2 separate regions of the Pan troglodytes genome follow, and region 2 is linked to region 1. Evidence: chromatin contacts called from public Hi-C data. All regions are on one chromosome and are shown on one strand. Each heading gives the region's core, a stretch centred on a gene start, on an enhancer-like site or on the middle of the called end of the contact. The rest is flanking DNA. Distances are from core to core; before and after follow the strand shown. Region 1 overlaps XPR1 (xenotropic and polytropic retrovirus receptor 1). Region 2 holds the start of XPR1 (xenotropic and polytropic retrovirus receptor 1).

Region 1 (7,537 bases), core at 3,100-5,599:
TTCATACTCTTAAAATGATTGAGACAAAAAAGGAACTCATAGGGCCTAAGGCTAAATGGGGGAACCAGAATGAGGAATCCTCATCTAAGGAACATTTTGTACTAGACAGCATTGCTTCTCTAAGTCCATCTCAACTTTAAAATGAAAAAAGTAGTTTCATAAAACCATGAAGTAACATTACAAAATTTCTAACATAGTGTGGGAAAATAGAATTTAAAAGTTATTACACATATTATTGCTTATTTCATGCTGTACATAAAATTATGTTTATGGGAAAAAAACAGAAGTGGTTATCTCAGATGAGGGAAGTAAGATTAAGGAAGAAAGTGGGCTGAGGAAAATAATTGTTATTAGGGTGGTGATACAAATGATTTAAGTAAGACTTTAATTTTGCTATATTTTTTGTTTGTTTTTGTTTTGAGATGGAGTTTCACTCTGGTTGCCCACACTGGAGTGCAATGGTGCAATCTAGGCTCACCGCAACCTCCACCTCCTGGTTCAAGCGATTCTCCTGCCTCAGCTTCCTGAGTAGCTGGGACTGCAGGCATGCGCCACCACGTCCGGCTAATTTTGTATTTTTAGTAGAGACAGGGTTTCTCCATGTTGGCCAGGCTGGTCTCAAACTCCCAACCTCAGGTGATCTGCCTGCCTCGGCCTATCAAAGTGCTGGGATTACAGGTGTGAGCCACCACACCCAGCCACTATATTGTTTTTATAATAAAAATAGTACATAGGAATTCCTTTACTAATTCAAGAACTGTTTACTACTGAGTATATACTATAACCTGCATTATTTATTGTATAACTAGAATACTAAAGACTAACTCCAAAAAAACATCTGCTTGCTTGTATATTCAGCAAACAAATACTGAATGTCTACTGGGTAACCTAACTAGGTACATTCTAGGGAATGAGAATATACTGAAGAACTACTAAGGGCTAAGTCTAAAAGAGGAGAGAGAATTTAGTCAAAAACACAATGTATAGGTACAGTTCTGGAACTGTGCATAGAAAAGGAATCAATAAGCCAGGAGGGGAAATAGCCAGGAAAATCTTCCTGAAGGAGGTACTACTTGAGCTGAATCATGAAAGGACTTGAGTTAAACAAGTTTATGGGGCAGAGAGAACCATTTCAAGCAGAATAGAAACCATTCATTCAATAAAGAGTACCTGCACATGCCAGATATTATTCTAGGTACCAGGTACACAACAGTGAATCTTATTTACTAATGGTCAGACAAATTTCCTGCCTCAGTAAAGCCTCCTATTTCGTAGGGGTAGACAATGATCAGATATATAAGAAGATGATTTCACACAGTGAAAAATACCATGAAGAAAACAGAACAGCATGATAAGACAAAATTCCTTCAGACAGTATTCAGGCAGAAACAGCGTTCAGGCAGAGAAGGTTTCTTAAGTTGGGACTTGGGTACTGACAAGGAACCAGCCACATTTTCATGTGAAGGTAGAGAAAGAGTATATGTAATAATAAAATTTCTAGTAACCATATTCAAAAAGGTAGAAACAGGTAAAATTAATAATATATTTTATGTAATCTATACCTAAAATGTTATCACTTTTATATTTAATATATAGTCAAAATAAAATTGATATCCTTCACAGTTTTTTGTTTCAAACTAAGTCTTCAAGATCCAGTTTGTATGTTATACTTACGGCACATTTCGATTTAGATTAGGCACACTTCAAATGCTCGACAGATTGATGTAGTTGGTAGTTAAATTATGCAACAGTGCGGTTCTAGGTATCTTTGGGGAGATGAGTTTGAGGTGTAAAGATTGAAAGCAGTGTATTAATATGGCTGTGGCAACAGCCCAGTGAGAAACAATGAGGACTAGAATTGAGTATAAGTTTAAGGAACAGAGAGGTAAGGCAAAAATTAAGAAATACTTGGGAACTAAAATTGGCAGGACTTGGTAAATTTTGAAGGTGAGATGAAGGATACAGTCAAAAATAACTCCTAGTTTTTAACCTGGGTGAGTGGCATGGTGCCATAAACTAAGTTAGAGAACATGGGGCTTGAAGCATGCTTAGGAAAAAAAATGAGTTTATTTTTTGACGTGTTGACTTTAAGGTACTTATGAAACATCGAGGTGGAGGAAGCCCAGAAAACAACTGGAAAAAACTAAAAAGCTTCAGATACAGACTGGGGAGTCACACAGACAGTAGTTGCAACCATCAAAATAATTTAGAAGCTCTTTCTATGAAAAGGACAGGCTACAATGAGAAATAAGTCTTCCATCTATAAGGGGAATCACACTGTGTTTGACTACACTTGGTTGAGTTTATTTCCAGTTTTTTTTTTTTTTTTTAATACCAAAGACTCAAAGAGATGAGAACTCTCTGAAATGTTACAGAGCTTCTCTTTATCTCTTAAAAAATTTAAATTCTAATTCTATGTTTGTTTACATTTCAAGGTTTCTAAATATGTGTTAATTACTATAGAGTTATTGTGGTTATAGGAATGGAGACAGTAAGAATAAGAATAGATAGATTACTGTTTTGAGATGTAGGATAGAGAAAAGGAAAAAAGACTAGACCCGATGGCTTAATGAGGTAAGGGAAATCTTTTTAGAGTAGGGGACTCTTAAGCATGTACACAGGCTAGAAGGAAGGAGCCAGTAATGACAAACAGTTTGAAGATTTGGGAAAAACAAGGGACAACTGCCAGAGCTAGATCCTGGGACAAGGGGAAATTAGAGCAGTGCACAGGAGGAAGGACACCTTGTTACTTTAGACTGGGGAAAATACAGTAAAAAGGGATTTAGATTAAATAAGTATGTAGGGAGAAGGTAGCTGAAGGAAAATGATTCCTGATAGCCTCAATTTTCTTAAGCTAGTAGGAGACAAGGTGGTCTGTAAGAATAAAGAGGAAAAGGCTGAGTTAGGAGCTGAGAAAAGCAATGAAAGTTATAGTAAAACCGTCCCCCCACCCCCCGCTTTTTTTTTTTTTTTCTTTTTGAGACACAGTCTCGCTCTGTCGCCAGGCTGGAGAGCAGTGGCATGATCTCGGCTCATTGCAACCTCTACCTCCTGGGTTAAGTGATTCTTCTGCCTCAGCCTCCCAAATAGCTGGGACTACAGGCACACACCACCACACCCGGCTAATTTTTGTATTTTTAGTAGAGATGAAGTTTCACCATGTTGGCCAGGCTGGTCTCGATCTCCTGACCTCATAATCTGCCCTCCTGGGCCTCCCAAAGTGCTGGGATTACAGGTGTGAGCCACTGTGCCCAGCTGTAAAAACCCCTTTTCAAGTTAACATTTTTGAGATAAATTTAATAATATGTTAACAAAGGACAAAATACATTAAAGTTTAGAAAAAAGTTAATCTCTCCTTCCTATGACATTCTTTTCACAAAACATTTTGCTTGTGCTTATACTGTCTTTCATTCTGTATATACACAATTTTTTTCTTTCCTGTAATATTGTATTCTATCTAGCATTGTGAAAAGAATTTAACTTTAGAGTAGAGCAAATTGAATATATATTTGTCTTTTCCATTAAATTGTAATGTCTTTCACAGAAAGATCTCACATCAGCATTTTTCTAGGGCCCATGTACCATGCTGGACATAGTAGGGGCTTAATCAATATTTGCCAAACTGAATTGAGGCTATGTTTCACTCATTTTTGTATTTTCTGCACAATGCTTTACCTTCCAACAAATACTTGGGAAAGGCAACATAGTCTCTGGGCAGCCTACACATATAATGTGTCCCTGAAAACACCTATTAAGTTTGTAGCTCCTAGGCCCTCCAGGCAAAATGAAATGGACAGCTGTGGCAAACAGAAAACTTTAAAACCAGATTCTAAGGCTTTGACAAAGGCAGGAGGTCAGTCACACCTCCACATTCCCTTATCTCATTATCAGCCGCCAAGACTTTCTTTCCTATAATTAAACAGAAACCAGTCCCTAAAAACAATGTGTGCAAGATTTCTTCCCCAACCTCAACAGACCATCTGACACTGTGGCCAAACTCCCCTCCCTTATCGTGCTTTTGCCACAATAGGTGACTAGCCTTACAAAGCATTCCTTTTTGATAAATGACTGCTGATCACAGACTGGTTCTGGCTGGTCCACAGAGACTGAGCACAAGATGCCTCTGTGCTCTGCTCTGTGTTTCACCTTTTGACACAAAGAGCCGAATTTCACTTCACTTTAATGTTAACTGCCTACTCCAAAGTGAACATGGGACATATGTAACATATATGTTTACTCACCACACATTTGGTTTCCCTCATAAATATTCATAAATTCTCCTATAACCTGCTAAATATGTATGCGGAGCTAACCCCACTGGGGATAAATTCCAACCTCTCCCCTTTGTAACTGAAGCCTATGTATTTGGTTTTGGCTGGAAGCTTAGTTTCCTGACGTGCAGATTGTAATCCTTTACAGGAAATAAAGCTTTCCTTTTGCTTCCTCTGCCAATCTCATGGTCTTTTGTTAATAAGTTGAATGTGAAAAAGTTAAGCAACAGACTTATATGAGGATAAGTTCCTGAGAGCTAAAAATAGATAAAGCAAAACCCCTATTAAACTTTCCTTGCCTTTTAGATACAACCTTTAATGGCATTGTTCTAACATTTTGTAGACATCATTTTTTTCCTTTACAACAAAACACAGCTGCTTTTAATTCAATGAGTGTCACAATGATGCTTAAAAGTTGCTGCTTTCTGCATGCCTAATGATTCCTATAGCTGTTTTAACTGTATTACACTTACGAGACATTAAAAAAATTGTGTGTAATATCACCACAGATAATTCCCACTGATTTCAAGAAAAACGAACAAAATACAACAAAATACAAAAAAAAAACAAACAAACACACGAATGCACTATTATTTGTGCCACAGAAGGTAAGGCTGCCAAAGCTCTCAGTTAGCAGCTAGCAATACCATGCAAAAGCAGGAAATGTTCTCAATCCAAAGGATAATTAAGAGGTAGGGGTGTGTGTGTGTGTGTGTGTGTGTGTGTGTGTGTGTGTGTGTGTCTATAGTCTAATAACAAAATACCCAAACTGTCCAGTTTTCAATTTAAAAAATCACTAGTCATACGAAGAACAAGGAAGATCTCAAACTTAATGAAAAGACAATCAAAGATGTCAAAACTGAGATGATAGAGATGTTGGAATTACTGGACAAAGATCTCACAGCAGCTATGATAAAAATGCCTTAGCAAAGAAACAGTCTCACCAAAGATACAGGAAACACAAAAAAGAACCAAATAGAAATATTAGAAGCCAAAAATACAATAACTGAAATAAAACTCACTGTTAACAGAATAATAGAAGGGACAGAGGAAAGAACTGGCAACTGAAAGATAGAATAGAAATTTCCTAACCTGAACAAGAAAGAAAATAGGTTGAATTTAAAAAATGAAAAGAAGCCAGGCGCAGTGGCTCATGCCTATAATCCCAGTAATTTGGGAGGCCGAGGCGGGTGGAAAACTTGAGGTCAGGAGTTCAAGACCAGCTTGGCTAACGTGGCGAATACCCGTCTCTCCTAAAAATACAAAAATTAACTGGGCTTGGTGTGCGCCTGTAATTCCAGCTACTTGGGAGGCTGAGGCATGAGAATTGCTTGAACCCAACGGGTGGAGGTTGCAGTAAGCTGAGATTGCACCATTGCAATCTGTGGGGGATACATTCCAAAACCCCCAGTTGGTGCCTGAAACCATGGATAGTACTGCTATCCATGTTTCATTTTATAGATAAATGAAATGTATCTATAAATATTATAAAATTTTATAATATTTATATTATAAAATTTATAGATAAAGTTTAATCTATAAATTAAGCACAGCAAGAGACTAGCAATAATAATAAAGCAGAACAATCATAATATACTGTAATAAGTTATGTGGAAGGCTGGACGTGGTGGCTCACGCCTGTAATCCCAACATTTTGGGAGGCCGAGGTGAGAGGATTGCTTCAGTCCAGGAGTTGGAGACCTCACCTTTACAAAAAATAAACAAAATTAAACCAGTGTGGTGGCGCACACCTGTAGTCCTAGCTACTCAGGAGGCTGAGGTGAGAGGGCTGCATGAGCCCAAGAGGTCAAGGCTGCAGTGAGCTGAGATTACACCATTGCACTCCTGCCTGGGTGACAGAGTGAGACCCTGTCTCAAAAAACAAAACGAAAACCATAAAAGTTATGTGACTGTGGTCTCTTTCTCTCTCAAAATAGCATAAAGTTTTCAGACTGTGGTTGACCACCGATAAGTAAAACTGCAGAAAGTGAAGGTATGGATAGGGTCGGGGGAATACTGTGCAAAAAAGGCAACAGGAGGGATCCTTGTGGTGATGGAAATGTTCTGTATCTTGACTGTATGAATGTCAATATTCTGGCTGTGATATTGTACTATGTTTGTAAAGTGTTACCACTGGGGAAACTATGCAAAGGGTATATGGGATCTCTCTGCATTACTTCTTGCCATGCATGTGATTCTACAATTATCTCAAAACAAAATGTTTAATTAAAAAAAAAAACACAAAACTTGACTGTTCCTCAAAACCTTCACTGAGTTAACCACTTCCTCTTTGAAACCACCTTATACCCTATACAATACTGATAATATAGTATTATTGCACTTCCATGTTCTATTGTAATTAGTCTATTTCCCTTACCAAACTGTGAGCTCCAAGAGGAGGTTTTAAAGGCAAGATATGTTTTGTTCATCTATGTATGCCTAGCATCTAGTCGTGCCTGATACATTGAAGATGTTTTGTAAATGTTTGTTGAATAAAACTGGATGTGACTGATGTAATCAAGAAAGTAATTTGATTATTAAACTATTTATATTCAATTTATTATCCATATAGATCCTTATTTACTGGCTCCTCAATAACAAAGTTACCTCTTCAGTGATTATAAAAGCATCAATGACACCATTTAGGACTTCCTTTCTTGACAGAGTTTAGCAACTTTTCTTCTGCTGTATCAGATACCCCTTCCCAGATCAGATCATCAGAACCTCTTCCAATATCTTTCTTATGTATGTGTGTCTAGGCTTATTTTTAAAAATCCCTTTCTGTCACACATTTGATCAATAGCCTTGGAAACATTCTTGTAGTAGGTTATTGCTGTAAGGAAAAGTTAAGACTTTGGAATAAGCAAAAATAATTACTATGCACTAAAATGGAAAATTATGCATTGTTTACACCATACCTTTCTAGGTTATGTTTCTATGGAGTTTGTGCCTTTTCTGGTCTTGGAGTTATTTTATAATTCTGTATAAATTGTGGATAAATGCAAATAATTCTGTCTATAGGCACACAAATAAATTCTGTCTGACGGAGGTCCAACAGATTCCATCTTACCCTCTACTCCTCCACCACACCCCACCTCCAGTAGAAAAAGCAAATTTTGTGTCCATTTGTAAATGGATATCAGCATTCCTTTACTCCACCGTAAAGGTTTGTTAACTAACCATCATGTGGAAAATATATTGCCTCTCCTTTGAACCAGTAGTGACAACTGGCTGGTTTCCTCTTTAATTCATGAGTTAAATAGAAG
Region 2 (7,537 bases), core at 3,275-5,774, 220 kb after region 1:
ATACTCACGCTGACACACTTAAAGATGATAAAGAATAGTTATAGCTTCCTGTCTTTACAACATTCATTCACTCACTTAAGAAACATTTGTAAATGCCAACCATCTCATTGACGCAATCATTTACAAGTGTTATCTTAAATACACTATACTATACTGTGATTTACAAAAGTGTCTGAAAGAAAAAGTGTGGTTTGTGCCCCATCGGGTGGCCAAACTGGATATTTCAAACAAGTTGCAGCAACTCAAGTTAAACCTACCTAATCAACATAATACCTTCGGGAAACTGAAGCCTGTAACACAAGTGTTCCCATGGGAGAGTTCTATAAATGAAAATCATTAATAATGTTATGGTAATGTCTCCTTATACCTGAATATAATGGAAGTGTAGTTCATGCAGAACCTCTCCTTTCCAAAATCCTGCAATAAAAAATTAATTCATTGTCATCCCTTTTTAAGTTAAATAAGAGAGTTTCACTGGGTTAACATCTTATTCACAGATCAAAATATCAAAAATTTTTGAAAGGATATTATTAATTTTAAAGGATGCTATTAATAGTCCTGTTAAGTTCTGTCCTCTTCATATACCAAACATAATAAAACCATTTAAAAACACAGAATTTTAGAGCTGGATGAGTCCTTAAATAATACGGGGGTTGTGAGCTTAGAAATCAAGTCCAATTCTCTAACATTAAAGAAACTTAGATGTTTCTTAGCTAAAAGAAGAAATGGTTTCATCAGGATCACACAGTGTGACCGGACTCTGAATGCTTACACATGCTCAAGAGACATATACACATATTCCTAAACAAGTGGCTTAACCCCTCTGGACCTTAGTTTCCTTGCCTGGAAAAACAAGGTAGATAATCTTTAAATTCCCTTTTAGCTCTAAAATCCTGTAATTTAGAAACTTTGTTATTTTATTACAAAACAAAGGATACACTGAAAAAAATCATTCCTGGGTCCTGAGAAACCAAAGAAACACAAGGCCCTAGGGAAAGTCAGCAGCCTAAGGCACCAAATATATTTGCTTCTTCTGCTAATATTCTGCAAAATATTAACATGGTCATATTAGTCTATTTGGTTGAAACCAGTCTCAGTTAATTTTGATTAATCAATTGCAGAGCTTTAAAATATATAGTCACTAATTCTAAATTTTAAAAAAGCTCTTACAAAGATTTACCGGTGTTCTATTTTACATGTCAAAATTTATACTCAAACAGATTACTGGAAACAGGAATAGTCTCGGCTTGTTTGTGTTTATTCTTTGCACAAACTACTTACAAATGGATTGAAGAGATTTTCTTTATATGGCTTCTCCATGTTGGTCTATTATTTTATGCTTTATTATTCTGCCTATGAAGACTGAATCTATGAACACCACAACTTATTTTTAAATTAAAAAATATAATAATTTTCAGGATATTGATGGGTTATTATCATTAATAATTTTATCAGTTCAAGGAATAAAAGCCATTAAAAGTTAAATCAAAAACATGACCTATAATGGACCTTGAAAAGCTCTGGCCCTATATACTTACTTTATGGAAGAAGAGCGAGCCCGGGAAAGGCAAAAAAGATTGTCCCCAGGTCTCATGGCTAACACATACAAAAACTAGTATTTACTGTGCTACGATATATACATATTATATATAATTAAATATAATTATAGATGTAAAACAAAATTTTCAGATTCTAATTCTCTGCTTATTTCAAGTAATATTTAATATAGCAAAATGACACAAAAACCAAAGAAGCTGAACAGTTCACATTGATTCACGATACTAGAAAGCACCCTAGGCTAGAAACCAAGGGTAAAATACCAAAATTTCACCACCAGTGCTTGAAAAACAAATCCCAGCATCTGTTCTACTGACAGCATTTTAAGAGCATCATCTTCATATGAGAAACTACAATTTACTTCATTATGAAAAGGTCCTTTTCTCTAGCGAATTTTTATGGATGTCCTTTTTCCCCAAAGTTTTAAACTGCTAAAATTCCTGGACTCTAAAGACTCTTATTTACATCTCTCTATTACTTTTAAAGGAATAGCACCAACTCTTCAGAAACAACACACAAAACAAAGATTCCAACCCTATAAAATATTGGTTGATTCCAACTTACAAAGAAAAGTGCGCCTCATTTAATTTTGTCTACCAAACAATGAGTTTATCTAGGACAGGAGCCGTATAGTAGGAACTCTCCGCAGAATCAAATTTCAATTATCCACAATAAACGAATTTTTCAAAACATAATTTATAACTGCCCTGAGAAAGATAATGCACACACAACATAATCTCAGGAATTTTGCCCCTCTGTGACCAACCTACAGTAAACATTTAGGAACAGTATCCAAGTGGACTATGTGAATGAGGAGTCCCAGAATCACTGTGGTTCTCCAGCCACAAAACTGACATTACAAATTAAGAGGGTTGCATTTTCAAACTAAATCGTATGCTTCTCCTTCCAGCCCCAGATATTGCAAATGAATACAATTCCATGAAATAGTTAAGTGTTGAAATACCTAAAATGAATCATGGCATACATCCAGCCACTATTACTTCTGCCCAAAGCATTCCATGCTATATAACAAATATAAGATGTGCTTCAGCATGCTCCTATCCTGTGCCTCTATGAAGAACTGGCAGTGGTGCTGAAAATTACTACTAGAAAGATGAAAGACCAATACCCTTCTTTCAATAAAAACCATCACTTGGACTCTAGCCAAGGTTTTAAAACTAAATGTTATTAGAAACAATAAATCAACTCTGCAGGCTGAAATGTTAGTCCCTTATTTCACTCATTCTTACAAAACATGGCCACAAAACACTATAAGAAATTGAGTGACAATAAAGCATTAATAATTATAGGCCTTTCATTTCTAGCAATAATGAAATACTCTAGGTTGCAAGTGAATTTATTTCACAATATTCAAGATTCCGTTTAACCTACCTGCATCTCTTTCCCTGTCTTCTTCAATTATTACAATGGCTATATGAATAAATACACTCACTGCTACTGCCCAAACCTCCTATCACTAAACTTATATAAAAATTAAATGGAGAACTAAAATAGTTTAATTCATTAAATCTAGCTAAGTTATGTGTGTTCATATTGATTTTATATTCTTTGTTCCTGCACACAAAACAGATGTGAATTCCTGGAGGTTACAGATAAGTCTGTCTTTCTCTATCCAGGAGCTGAATTGCCAGCTACTGAGAATAACCTATTGCAATGCTTAAAGCCTCTTAGGTATCTTGTCTTCTGAACATATAAATGGGTTCATTATCTTTATTTTTCCCTTTATTAATGTAAGGTTCCTTATTATCTATTAAATACCTTCCAGGAGTGTTAGCACAGAAATTGGGAGGGAATGGGGAGCACGATTTCTGTAATACACAGGTAAGGTATATTGTTTACAATATACTAATTTTCTCCCCAGCTAGCAAAAACTTAGCAGAAAATAAAAAAATGTTAATAATTCTCTTCTCTCCTTTCTCTTCCCTCCATTCCAAAACAAGAGGCAAAAACAAAAGATGTTATTACTCTGTAGACTTCATGCAATCAGTAAAAAGAGTCTTATTATCAAAGCAGAATAGTTGATTACAACGTGTTTACAAAAACTATAACCACTACATATGTGATACACACTTAAGTCAAGTTTCAACCCCGTTACAAAGCCTTTGTCAACAGTGGGCAAGTGGGAAAAAGCCGAAGGGCTCTTTGGAATGAAGGAAATCACTGGAGAGGCTTCTCTTGGAAGACAAGGATTCCTTGGTGAGAGGTGTAGAGAGAGAAACAAGACCTAACCTTGGCGAGGGGGCGCTCGCCCAGGGTGGGGACGAGAGGTCAGGGCGAGTGGGGAGAAGGGGATTAGTGCGGAACAGCCGCGACCCGGGGCTGCCCTCGCACCGTGACTCCCCCACCTGCAGCTCACCCTCCCACCGTTCCCCGGCCCCGGCCCCGGCCCGGGCAGCGCCTTTCCTCCCGGCCCTCCGCCTGCATATCCGTTACCCTGGCGGCAGCGGGGCTGCGGGGGAGGGGAAGGACAGCGGGGCCGGGAGGCGGCCGGCCGCGGCGGGGATGCCGCAGTGGCTCCCCGCGGCAGCGGGTCAAAGTCTGCCCGGGCACAGGGAGCCAGCTGAAGCGGAAGGCGGCGGTGGACGTCAGGACTGGCGAGATGGTGGCCCCTCCGAGTCCTCCCACACCCCAGCCGTGCCGGTACCTCATACTGGATGTATTGCTTCCTCCACTCGGGAGTGATGTGCGCGGAGAGGTGCTCGGCGAACTTCATCCTGCCGTTTCCCCCTCACTCCCACTCGGGTCCAGCAGCTACAGGCGGCGGCGGCAACAGCGACTCCGACTCCTCCCCACATGGGCCCCGGCGCGGCGCGGCGCTGCGCTTCTCTCCTCCTCCGCCGCCGCCGAGGTCTCTTCAGAGCAGCCCGCCCGCCATCTTCCTCCTCCTCTCCATAGCCCCGCCCCTCCCCGCCCTCTGGACGTCATCGCCATGGTAACCGCCTACACCGCCCTGACGAAGGGGGTGCTGTAAGGGGTGGGGCTTGGGTACGTTTCTTAAGACTCCGCCCCTTGTGGGCCGTACGTGCTGGAGGCACCTCCCCGGACCTCTTCAGTCTGGCTCCTGTTGGCCTACAGCTGCTCTCTACCGCCTGTCTGGGAAGCAACAGTGTTGTTACTGCAATTAATATTAATACTGTAGCAACAATAATCCACACAAGACGTTTATATTTACAAAGAACTGTGCAAATATTTTTCCATTTTGATATTTATGCTTCATAAAACCTTTAAGAAATGGATCAGCACTAATCCAAACTAAGAAGCTAAAACAGTTCAGGACTAAATGTATTTAAAGGAACAGTATTTTACACACTCTAGGTGCTCAATAAATGCTTATTGAATTTAATTAAAGACATCAATGCCAAAAAGTGCATGCTGCTTCTGAATTTCAATGTAATTGTCTAGTCCCGGGGCTATCAGAAAAGCCAATAAAAACACCAAATGACGGTACCGACCGCACTTGTAAACTGAGCTTCCTGGGGTTGGGGATGAGGGTTGGGAGGGAAACCAACGTTGAGAGGAAAGAGAACTCTGTAGAAGTACAGCTCTAAGCCCACCCCAGTAAAACCAGAAACAGGCCCAGCACCCAGGCTGAAGTGTCCCTGGGGAACATGGGCAGAGATCACTCACAGAGCTCTGTACTACATTGAGTGTGGGAGTGATTGTCTTGGAAGTCCCAATTCAGGACAGAAACCCAGGTCCTGCCCTGGGTGGAGGAGACCTAATAATAATTTATTGAGCACTCACTGTTCCTGTACCAAGTGCTATTCTAAACCTCTTACATGTACTTTGTCCCTTGATTCTAACATTTTTTTTTTTTTGGTCTCGCTTTGTTGCCCAGGCTGGAGTGCAGTCACACCATCATGGTTCACTGCAGCCTTACCTCACATAGGTTTGTGAGCCATCCTCCCACCTCAGCCCCCTGAGTAGCTGGGACTACAGGCACATGCCATTATGCCCAACTAATTTTTTTGTTTATTTTTGGGAGAGATGTGGGTCTTGCTATGTTGCCCAGGCTGGTCTTGAGCTCCTGAGCTAAAACAGTCCTCCCACCTAGGCCTCCTAAAGTGCTGGAATTACAGGCATGAGCCACCTTGCTCAGCCTAACCCTCACAATTTTGATGAGATTTCAAGATTTACTAGGGAACTGCTATGCCTGGAGCAGTACTCTGAGATATCATTCTCTGCTGTTGTCTTTTTTTTCTCCATGTACTTTTTTCCCCTTTCTCTTCCCCTTAATTCATGCCAATAGGGATTCTGCAATCATTTCCCCAGGAGAGGGATGACACAAGATGGAAAATAGGCATAGACTATGAGTCTTTCTGGCTTTTTCTGTATAAAAGCCTTAACCTCTGGTGAAAGGGTAATCGAGGTCAAAAAAATAAAGAAGAGTGAGGACTCCTCTCACCTCAGACCTCCGTCTGCTCACCATAAAGATTCCCCTCTGCTGGAGGTAAACCTTGCCAGGAGAAAGAGACAGGCAAAAAGGAATGTGTGTGCTATCAGGAAGGAGGCAAGACCACAGAAAGGAAATGGCTGTATGTTGTGCCTGGGAAAAGGGAACCAGGGACAGCTACAAAAGAGATTCCTGCCTTTAGCCAGTCATGGACTAGAATGGGAAATTCTTAGTAGCAACCCTGGTGGACCATGGCACACTGCTCCCAGCAGCACCGTACCTCTATGCCTTAATTGTGCACAAAATTCTGGAACCATGGCCCAACCCAAGAAAGTAAGGAAACCCTCAAAACTAGCTCTAAAATTCTTGATTTTTCTCATGCCTGATCCAGAGCCCTGCCACCCAGGACATGACAACTTAATTTATCCACAGAAGTAGATTTAATAATAAATGTCCTGCCAGGCACAGTAACTCACGCCTGTAATCCCAGCACTTTGGGAGGCCGAGGCGGGAGGATCACCTGAGGTCAGGAGTTCAAGACCAGCCTGCCCAACATGGGGAAACCCCATCTCTACTAAACATACAAAAATTAGCCGGGCATGGCGGTGCACACCTGTAGTCCCAGCTACTCAGGAGGCTAAGGTGAGAGAATCACTTGAACCCGGGAGGTGGAGGTTGCAGTGAGCCAAGATTGCACCACTGCACTCCAGCCTGGGTAACAGAGCAAGACCCCGTCTCAAAATAAATAAATAAATACATTTCCTCATTCCCAGCGTTATTTTTGGATACTTTACTGATAGAACGATCAAATACTTAGTATTTATGGAACACCGACTCTCTTATTTACTCTGAATCAGAAGAGCCCCCTGACTTATACTTTCTTTTGTGAATAGGCAAGCAACCCTTCATTTAACAAAACTTTATTGAGACCTATGATATTCCGGTTATGTCACTTTAGGAATGAAGGACCGTTCAAAAATAAATTAAGACTCTGTTTTTTCCTTGGAGGAAATCACAATTTAGTCAAAAAGATGGGGCCATGCGTGACGGTTCACACCTGTAATCCCAGCACTTTGAGAGGCCGAGGTGGGTGGATCATTTGAGGTCAGGAGTTCAAGACTAGCCTGGCCAACATGGTGAAAACCCATCTCTACTAAACATACACACACAAAAAAAATTATCCAGGCCTGGTGGCACATGCCTGCAATCCCAGCTACTCAGGAGGCTGAGGCATGAAAATCACTTGAACTCAGGAGGCAGAGGTTGCAGTGAGCCGAGATTGCACCACTGCACTCCAGCCTGGGAGACAGAGCAAGACTCTCTCTCTCAAACAAACAAAAAAAGATGGGCAGATAGACCAATAGCTCTTAGACTACAGTGCGATACATGCTGTAATTGACATATGTGTAAAGAAACATCCAAGGATCAGAGAAGCTGATTTTGAAATCCAGTCTTAGTCAATCATCTGACAGGGAAAAAGACACCCCAAAGATTCCCTAAGGCAAAAGGCAAAGTCAGAATTGTTAAAGAATGACAAGAAATTTTCTGACCAGAGTATCCTTTAAG

What was found. Hi-C and Micro-C count contacts between places; a contact is called where the count stands out from the background.
Region 2: a Hi-C map of stem cell-derived neural progenitor cells shows a contact between it and region 1, with 3 times the contacts expected there. The contact joins the promoter of XPR1 here to the enhancer-like site in region 1. A contact is called at or near these places in 4 of 7 Hi-C or Micro-C datasets (blood, induced pluripotent stem cells and stem cell-derived neural progenitor cells) and 1 of 1 datasets of contacts at active chromatin or transcription factors (stem cell-derived excitatory neurons).

What each region holds. Positions count from the first base shown.
Region 1 is chr1:68,270,627-68,278,163 of NHGRI_mPanTro3-v2.0_pri, forward strand. The region is part of intron 11 of XPR1 (xenotropic and polytropic retrovirus receptor 1); the gene reads right to left. Among named protein-coding and RNA genes, the nearest start is that of KIAA1614, 51 kb to the left of the region's middle. Within about 2 kb of position 4,350, at least 2 of the 24 cell types and tissues checked have an H3K27ac peak or open chromatin away from gene starts, as enhancers often do. A contact at or near this core is called in stem cell-derived neural progenitor cells, where this site is marked.
Region 2 is chr1:68,487,107-68,494,643 of NHGRI_mPanTro3-v2.0_pri, forward strand. XPR1 (xenotropic and polytropic retrovirus receptor 1) reads right to left here and starts at 4,525. Exons shown (of 15, transcript XM_524986.9): 1 at 4,223-4,525. The coding sequence starts at 4,291.